Regions from separate parts of the Gasterosteus aculeatus genome. Here region 2 is linked to region 1. Evidence: chromatin contacts called from public Hi-C data. All regions are on one chromosome and are shown on one strand. The core of a region is the stretch at or near the end of the contact, and the rest is flanking DNA. Distances in the headings are between cores, read along the strand shown. Region 1 has its middle 60 kb from the start of cdin1. Region 2 holds the start of meis2a (Meis homeobox 2a).

What was found. A called contact is a pair of places that touch in the nucleus more often than the background predicts.
Region 2: a Hi-C map of skeletal muscle shows a contact between it and region 1, with 12 times the contacts expected there. The contact joins the promoter of meis2a here to the enhancer-like site in region 1. A contact is called at or near these places in 6 of 6 Hi-C or Micro-C datasets (blood and trunk muscle, liver, skeletal muscle and 2 more).

Annotation. Positions count from the first base shown.
Region 1 is chr15:10,556,295-10,560,045 of fGasAcu3.hap1.1, reverse strand. No RefSeq gene overlaps it. Among protein-coding and RNA genes, the nearest start is that of cdin1, 60 kb to the right of the region's middle. Within about 2 kb of position 1,610, at least 2 of the 9 cell types and tissues checked have open chromatin away from gene starts, as enhancers often do.
Region 2 is chr15:10,634,601-10,638,076 of fGasAcu3.hap1.1, reverse strand. meis2a (Meis homeobox 2a) reads left to right here and starts at 1,397. Exons shown (of 13, transcript XM_078089605.1): 1 at 1,397-2,701; 2 at 3,321-3,476. The coding sequence starts at 2,690.

The sequences.
Region 1 (3,751 bases), core at 361-2,860:
CTTAATTTTCTTGAAGAAAAATCGGTATATGCTAAGAAATTCAAATTAATAAAACGCATGCAATACAATATTTATTAACATAGTATTATTGATCGTGTAAAAAGATAGGGTTGATCTTCATTTTGAACTTAAAAAACAAGGGAATTTGGTTTAGGTGTTTTCACTGTTAACACTCTCCCTGGTGTCCAAACAATAGAGCGTCGATTTGTCCCTGGTGCAATTATTCTGTGAGTGAGAATAATGTTTGACCCTCTCGCAGTGTGCTCTGCTCCTTTCTGCCGTTTTGCAGCGCCTCCTGTCGGCCTAATGTGGCAGCGCCGTCACGGGGTGCACAGATGGGCTTTGATGGGCTATCTCTTCTCTCTTCTCCATCTCTTTGCCTGTTTGCCCGCGGCCATCCAAGTCATAGCCTAAAACCTAAAAATGACATCATCACTTGGGCTCAAACGTGTTCTGTCCTTCACACAGAACTTTAAACCTCATCTCTCGGAATCAAGGACTCAAATTTCTTTTTTTCATTTCTTTTTTTTTTTAGGCCTGCCATAATGCTTATCTCATGTCTTGTGTGTGTACAAACAGATGGCACAACCTATAATAATTATACTAATAATAATATAATTAATATAAAGAATGCATTTTTAAAATGAGCTATTAAGTGTACTTACACGTCTGAATTGCGTTTATACTTATATACTGATTTTCATGTGGCCTTCTGAAAGTAGATTTTTTTCTCCTCGTACAATTTGTTATAAAATCTGATCGTTTATTTAGCTTTTTTAAATAAATGTGGAATTAATCCAACCCATCCTAAAAAACGATAAATATATGTTTAACCAGAACATAAAGGCCTGTTTGAGTAATTATATCATTGTTCCTGTCTAAAAACAATTGATGAAAAGCACAATAACTTTGTGATCTAAATAGTTACAGTACCATAGAAAGCCATTAAAACCGTTAAAGTAAAATCAGTGTATTTTATGTTTATTTAGAAATATCTGTTTAGTCAAGTCACAGTCAGCTTACACAGTTCCTTTACGTTATATTTAGCATCTGGTTTGAATGTTACCCGCGAGTCGTTTTCTTAAAATTCCAGTTTATAATACTTGCATATTTAATGTTAGTTAAACAATTTCTCTGCACACGTGGATGCGCACACACGGCGAGATGTTCAGGCCTTAATCAGATTGGGGTAAAAAAAAAGTGTATTTATTGGTTTCACACCAGTCTAGTTAACGACGCATCTTCTTCTCTCAACCATTCAAACCTTAAACGTCCTTTTTTTTGTTTTTCTGGCGCTCTATTATTCTTTGGATAAAACGGAAGGAAGAAGCCCTCCGTTTTGTGCGGAGATTATCGGATGAAAAAGAGAGAAAACGTGAGGATTACTGTGGATGGAGAGGATTTTAATATTAATAGTTTTTTTTTTCTTCTTTCTTTTCTCCCCCCACCCCCATCTCCTCCTCCAGTCCCCCCCCCCCTCTCCCCCGATGAGACAGAAGGTAGATTGCCTCTGCTGCTTTCCTTTTGCCGATTCGGTGTGACAGGGATGATGGATGATCCAGCCGAGCTAAACAACTCCTCCCCTTCATCTCCTCCCTGTCAAAGCCAGTCCGGGCTGCTGCTGCTGCTGCTGCTGCTGCACGAATCAAATAAGGAATATATTCCCTCTGCACTGCTGCACAATGCAGCCTGGTCCTCGGGAAGACGCCCGTGCAACAATATTAAAAGTCCACACACAGTTTGCTCGCGAGAAACACTTTGCGCGCGTGTTAATGTTAATACTCCTTCTGTTATATGGTAAGACACAACACAAATCGGGTATTTTTTTTAGATACACAAATGCATTAGCTGCAGATTTTGGAGGAAAAAAAAGAAGTTTTGTGTCTGCTTTGCTTTTCTTTCAAACTGCTGAATTGGATGGTGGTCATAAAAAAAAGGACGTGCACGAGGGGCTGAGTGTCCTTCGCTTTGCAGCTGGCTCTTCCCGAAATGACTTGCTCAGGGGGACAGTTTTTAGGTTTTGTGTATATAGACGCACAATCGTTGTGTGCGTGTGCGCGCGCTGCCCTCCTTTAAAAAAAAACATTTCAGCAGTTTTTTCTCCTCCTGCCATAAGGTGTTTCTATGGCTACGTTATGTAGGCCTGTGAGAGCGGGTCAGAGGCGGAGGTCCCTGGGAGAAAAGGGCCGCATTTGGGTGATCATTTATCAATGTCAACCGCATAATGATTCTCCCTGCAGTCCCCCTATTGATGAGGATAATTACATTAGCTCAGAGTGACTGATCAATAAAGCCCGGGGAAAATGGTTTATTATAGCACCACCGAAAGGGCTTTCTTTAAAAGGGGACTGGCTGCATTTTTTTTCTCTTTTTTCCCCTTCTTTTCTCTTTTTTTCTTCTTTAGAAAATAAAAGGCAGAGTTCATCTGCGCACTCCAAACTCTGGAATGATAATCGAGTGAAATGCAAAACTCCGTCTTCACGCAGGTTTTATGACTGCATTTTTTTCCTTTTTCAGGATTGTGTTACGTTTCCTTTATTTTTCATCTCTGGACTTGTGTCATTTTTTTCTTTTCTTGGGATGACACACAGAAATGTTATTAACATCCGTCTTTATCAAAGAGATATAGTGCAGCTTTGCATCCCGCTGGTGAAGTCAAACGGACATGTACATTCACGCTGTGAGGGATTTTTATGATTGAGTCAAACAGGAAGTCACACAGGACCGAAAGGCCAACCACCTTTTTGTCCGCTGAGGTGTGATTTCACAAACATTTATTATTTGTGAAAGGCAAAAAAAGGAGTTCAAATGGCTGCAACACCAGACTGCTGGCCTTCAACAAACAGCGTAACATTTAGAATAAATAAAAAGTCTTTATTTGCTGGTCAAGTAACACAAATAGGATACTCCACTGGAATAAACCAAATGGTCCCAAAAGCAGACAGTAAATGCATGTTTGACCCCTCTCTCTCTCTCTCTCTCTCTCACCCTCTATCTATATAACTCCCCCCCTCTATCCGCGTGTGTTTGTGTTCCTTAATTGTCAACAACTGCATCAATGTGGCAAACTCTTTTGCCTTAACTCCCATTTGCCGCTGCTGACCGTGTCTGCGGGAGACAGCTCCACTATATTTATCATTTATGAAGGTATTTTCTCAGACATTGGAGGAAGAAACGACCTGCAGATAGTCCCACTGCTGGCTCTCCATTGCCCTTTCACAAACGCGCACTTCCTTATTTATTCAATGGCCTTTTCATAAATACAGAATTAGGATTGTATCTTAAAAACTGAAGCCTTGACATATCAGAACAGTATATAATTACACAGGATAAGCAATCGGATTGAAACTATTTCAATTGTTGTATTAAAAAAAATAATAATAATAATAAAAAAAAGTTATATATAGAGCTCTTGAAGAATACAAATGATGAAATAGTGTAAACGCCCATGATTAATCTCTATGTCACACCGAATTGATCAAATTAAAGTGTGGTTTTAGCGGAAATATTGAGGATAAATCTCTTGGATGGATGATATCAGGACTTTTTTTGCGCATGGCCGCGACTACTTGAATTAGAGGCAATTTACTTCACACTTCAGCGGCTTGTCTTCTTAAAAATGAGTGGCAATCATCCCTTCAGCCCCCCCCCCCCCCCCCCTCCCCTCCTCTCCCCAACACATTCGCCCACGAAAAAATAAATCTTAATGACATAAAAATTATAATTAGTCAAACAATGTTGCTATAGGGGT
Region 2 (3,476 bases), core at 148-2,647, 78 kb before region 1:
AAAAAGACGGAGCTTAGAATTTCCACGTCGTTAGGAGTCCTCGCTGAAAGTTTTACAGGGAAGGACGCGTTTCTGCGGAGCCGTACATTGGACACGCATAATTAGCCTCTGCTATTTTCACACGCTCTTCGGGTGTTTACATCACTCTCCTCGGGGGCAAATCACATATTTCCACAGTAAATGCGGTAAAGACCTGGAAGCACGTATACATCCAACTCCACGGCAGTTTGGGGATTAAAGGATACTTCCATCGAGCGGCAGATTAAACATACAAGTGACAATATCTTCCATGTTCTTTTTTTTTTATTTTTTTATAGTCCAACCGTAACCCCCCCCCCCCGCCGCCCCCGCCGCCCCCTCCCACCCCCCCTTACTGCCCCGCGTAAAGACGCGCGTGTGCAACAAAGCGGCAAATACAGTAAGGTGTGTGCTACTTACCGTGGTTGTCCAAAGAAGGAAGTTGGAAGAAGTAGAAGAATAAGAAGAAGAAAAAAAAGTCAAGCGTTAATGCACAAATCAATGTGAATGATAGTATTTAGCTCATGAAAATATCAGTCTCCAATAGCGCGGTCTGCCGGCCGGGCTGGTTGTGTTTACAGAGTGTGGGAGAGACTTGGAGACGGTGAATGCCTTGGCTCTCTGCGCACCGCTCTGCAGCTCCTTCCCGGGGTGTTGCACGTTGAAATGTCCACACAGCCGTTTGTCAAACCCTGCAGTCCTACACTTCCCCCCCCTCCACCACCACCACCACCACCCTCCCCACTCCCTCTCCTCCACCCACATTATGCCAACAAACATAACTGTTGTCACGGTTTCATTTATTGAATCGATTTCCTTTATAAAAATAAAAAATAAAAAAAACTCCCCAGATTTCTGCAAACGACCTCAAGCAACTCTGTTTGGTATTTTGTTTGTGGGGAGAGTTTATTGACCCTCCACCGGTGGCCACAGCCCATCTCCCTGAGCGTGTGTCTACCTTAATCCTAACCTGTGAATAATTAATTTCACCATCAAAAATGTCACGGAGCCATGAAAGGAGCCTTTATGTGAGAGCCTATCAATACAGCCGCGGTGCCATATTAGCGTTGATGGAGCCACATTCTAAAGGGAATAGATGGCCTGCTTCTGTTTTTCTGTGCGTAAAAGTGCTCGACCCCCCCCCCCCCCCCCCCCAAAAAAAGGCTTCACTGCCATCGATGGCCGGAGCGTTGCTCCTCCTCTAAACTTCAATCTCCTCACATGATTGATGATCTCAGGGAGCTTTGATAATTGACTACTCTGAGGTAAGGCACAGCTTTCTATTGAGAGAGGGGATTGGACGAAAGAAACATACAAAATTACTTTCTCCACAAAGCCCCCCCCCCCCCCCCCCCCCCGGTTGGAAAAGTTCATTCTAGGATTAGAGGGGTGTCAATTCATTTGCCAAATGATAGTGTGTTGTTGGATTGTGAGGTATTTCAGAGTTGTAAAGGTACACAAGCTACAAACAAATAAAGTAAGCGCCTCAGCATTCGTAAGCGTTATAATATCCCGCCGTGTCACGGAGGACGCGCGGGGACGCAAAAGTTGAAAGGTTTACCATTTGTTAATGTCACATTTTATTGTGCTTAAAGGTTGTGCATTGCATCCCTCGTAAATCTACCTCAAACTCTTACTTATTGTACCCTAAATCACGATTCGCGTGGTCACTCAGAGAGCTCCGCGCTGCTAAACCCTCCTTCACTCAGCCTTCACCCTGTTTGCTTTTTTCTCCCTGTCCTTTAGGAATCTTCACGGTGGAAAAGAAAAGAGGAATCGGGTTGGGAGCTGTGTGTGTTTGGCTTTTTTTTTTTTTTTAATATATATATATATATATAGCCCCGGTGTGGAGTTGAAGCCGTCCCCGTGCTCCGCATACACTCTGCATATCTCTCGCTTTGGTCTCTCCTCTCTCTTTTGTGGAGCTGCTGCAGGACTGGCTATGGCCGCCGCTACTTCCGGGATCCGTCATTTCATTCGCCCACCGCTCGGCGCTGCGCGCTGACTCCGTTTCTATAAGCAAGCTAGCAGCCAACCTGCCAACACTCGCTGACACTCACTCATCTCAGGCTCGCCAGATAGACCAAATACCTACGGGGGGAAAGGAAGGAGAGATCTGAATCGCGGTCTCTTCGTTTCGACTGCTTTTTCCTCCCTTCTTCTTCTTCCTCTTCTTTTTGCTTCTTCTTCTTCTTTTTTTTTTTTTTTTTTACAGTGATAATAAAACAAGATAGCGATCTGGAGGCATTAAAGGAGACGCGGACTCGCGGGATGAAAACGGACTAAAAAAGATTCGTCCTTCTCCTGAACATCATCGCCGACCGTCATTCATTCATTACCTTGACAACCTCTGGCTTTGATTGACAGCCGGAGTGGCAAAAAGCCATGAGACACGACAGTTTAGTTACATGCAGGTTGTTGATGGGCCGATTGTAACCTTCACTTTGGCGCATTTTTGCTTCTTTTTTTCTCTCCCCTCCCGTGGAAAGAGGGAAAACAAGAGAAATTGCAAAACTCCCCGATGCTACGATCTCCACTGAACCACACTGGCGAATAGGAGAAGTCGCAAAGTTGGTCGGAAAACGGAATCTTGATCTCTAAATCACTTTCTGAACGGGGACTGGGATATTAAATATACGACAGATTCAGGAGTTTATTGGAGCGCAGCCCAATGGCGCAAAGGGTAGGTTTTTTTTTTTTTTTAAATCTCCTTACACGTACCTGTTCAAATCCACTGCAGGGGAGGCGCTCGTATCGATAACTTGTTCTCGGGCGGCAGCATTCACATCAAAGCTGCTATATTTGACGTTTCTGTTGTTGCAGCGCCCCTTGCTCTCCAGGCAAAGTGACAGCCTCTGCTTTCACCCCGACGAGCCCCCACGACAGTCGTGGATCGCGTTCACAGGAGAACTCCCAACTAATTCGCTCTTTTTCGGCCACCGAGCTCCCTTACGCGGAGCGCCTTTGAGTTCTAATGTTTTTGGTAATGGCAAACTGTTTATCAGACGTGTGTATATGCGTGTATATGTACAATATACGACACTTTGCTTTTTATCCTGCGCTGGCTTGCAGCGCATTCGCACGAGCTCGTTAGGTCTCCTTTTGCGTGTATCCACGCCGAGGCGGCACGCGCTGTGCATTTATTTATTTATTTTAAATTTCTTTCTTTCTTTGCTTCATTCTCTTGCAAATCTCCTTTGCACGCTTTTCGTTTTTAAATGCGAAAGTAACCGGACTTTTTTTTTTCTTCCTTTCTTCTTGTTGTCGTCGTCGTTGTTTGTTGTTGTTGATCTATTCCCCAGTACGATGAGCTGGCCCACTACGGTGGGATGGACGGAGTCTCGGCGTCGATGTACGGGGACCCGCACGCTCCCCGGCCGCTTCCCCAGGTCCACCACCTGAACCACGGACCGCCGCTGCACGCCAGCCAGCACTACGGAGCCCACGCTCCGCACCCC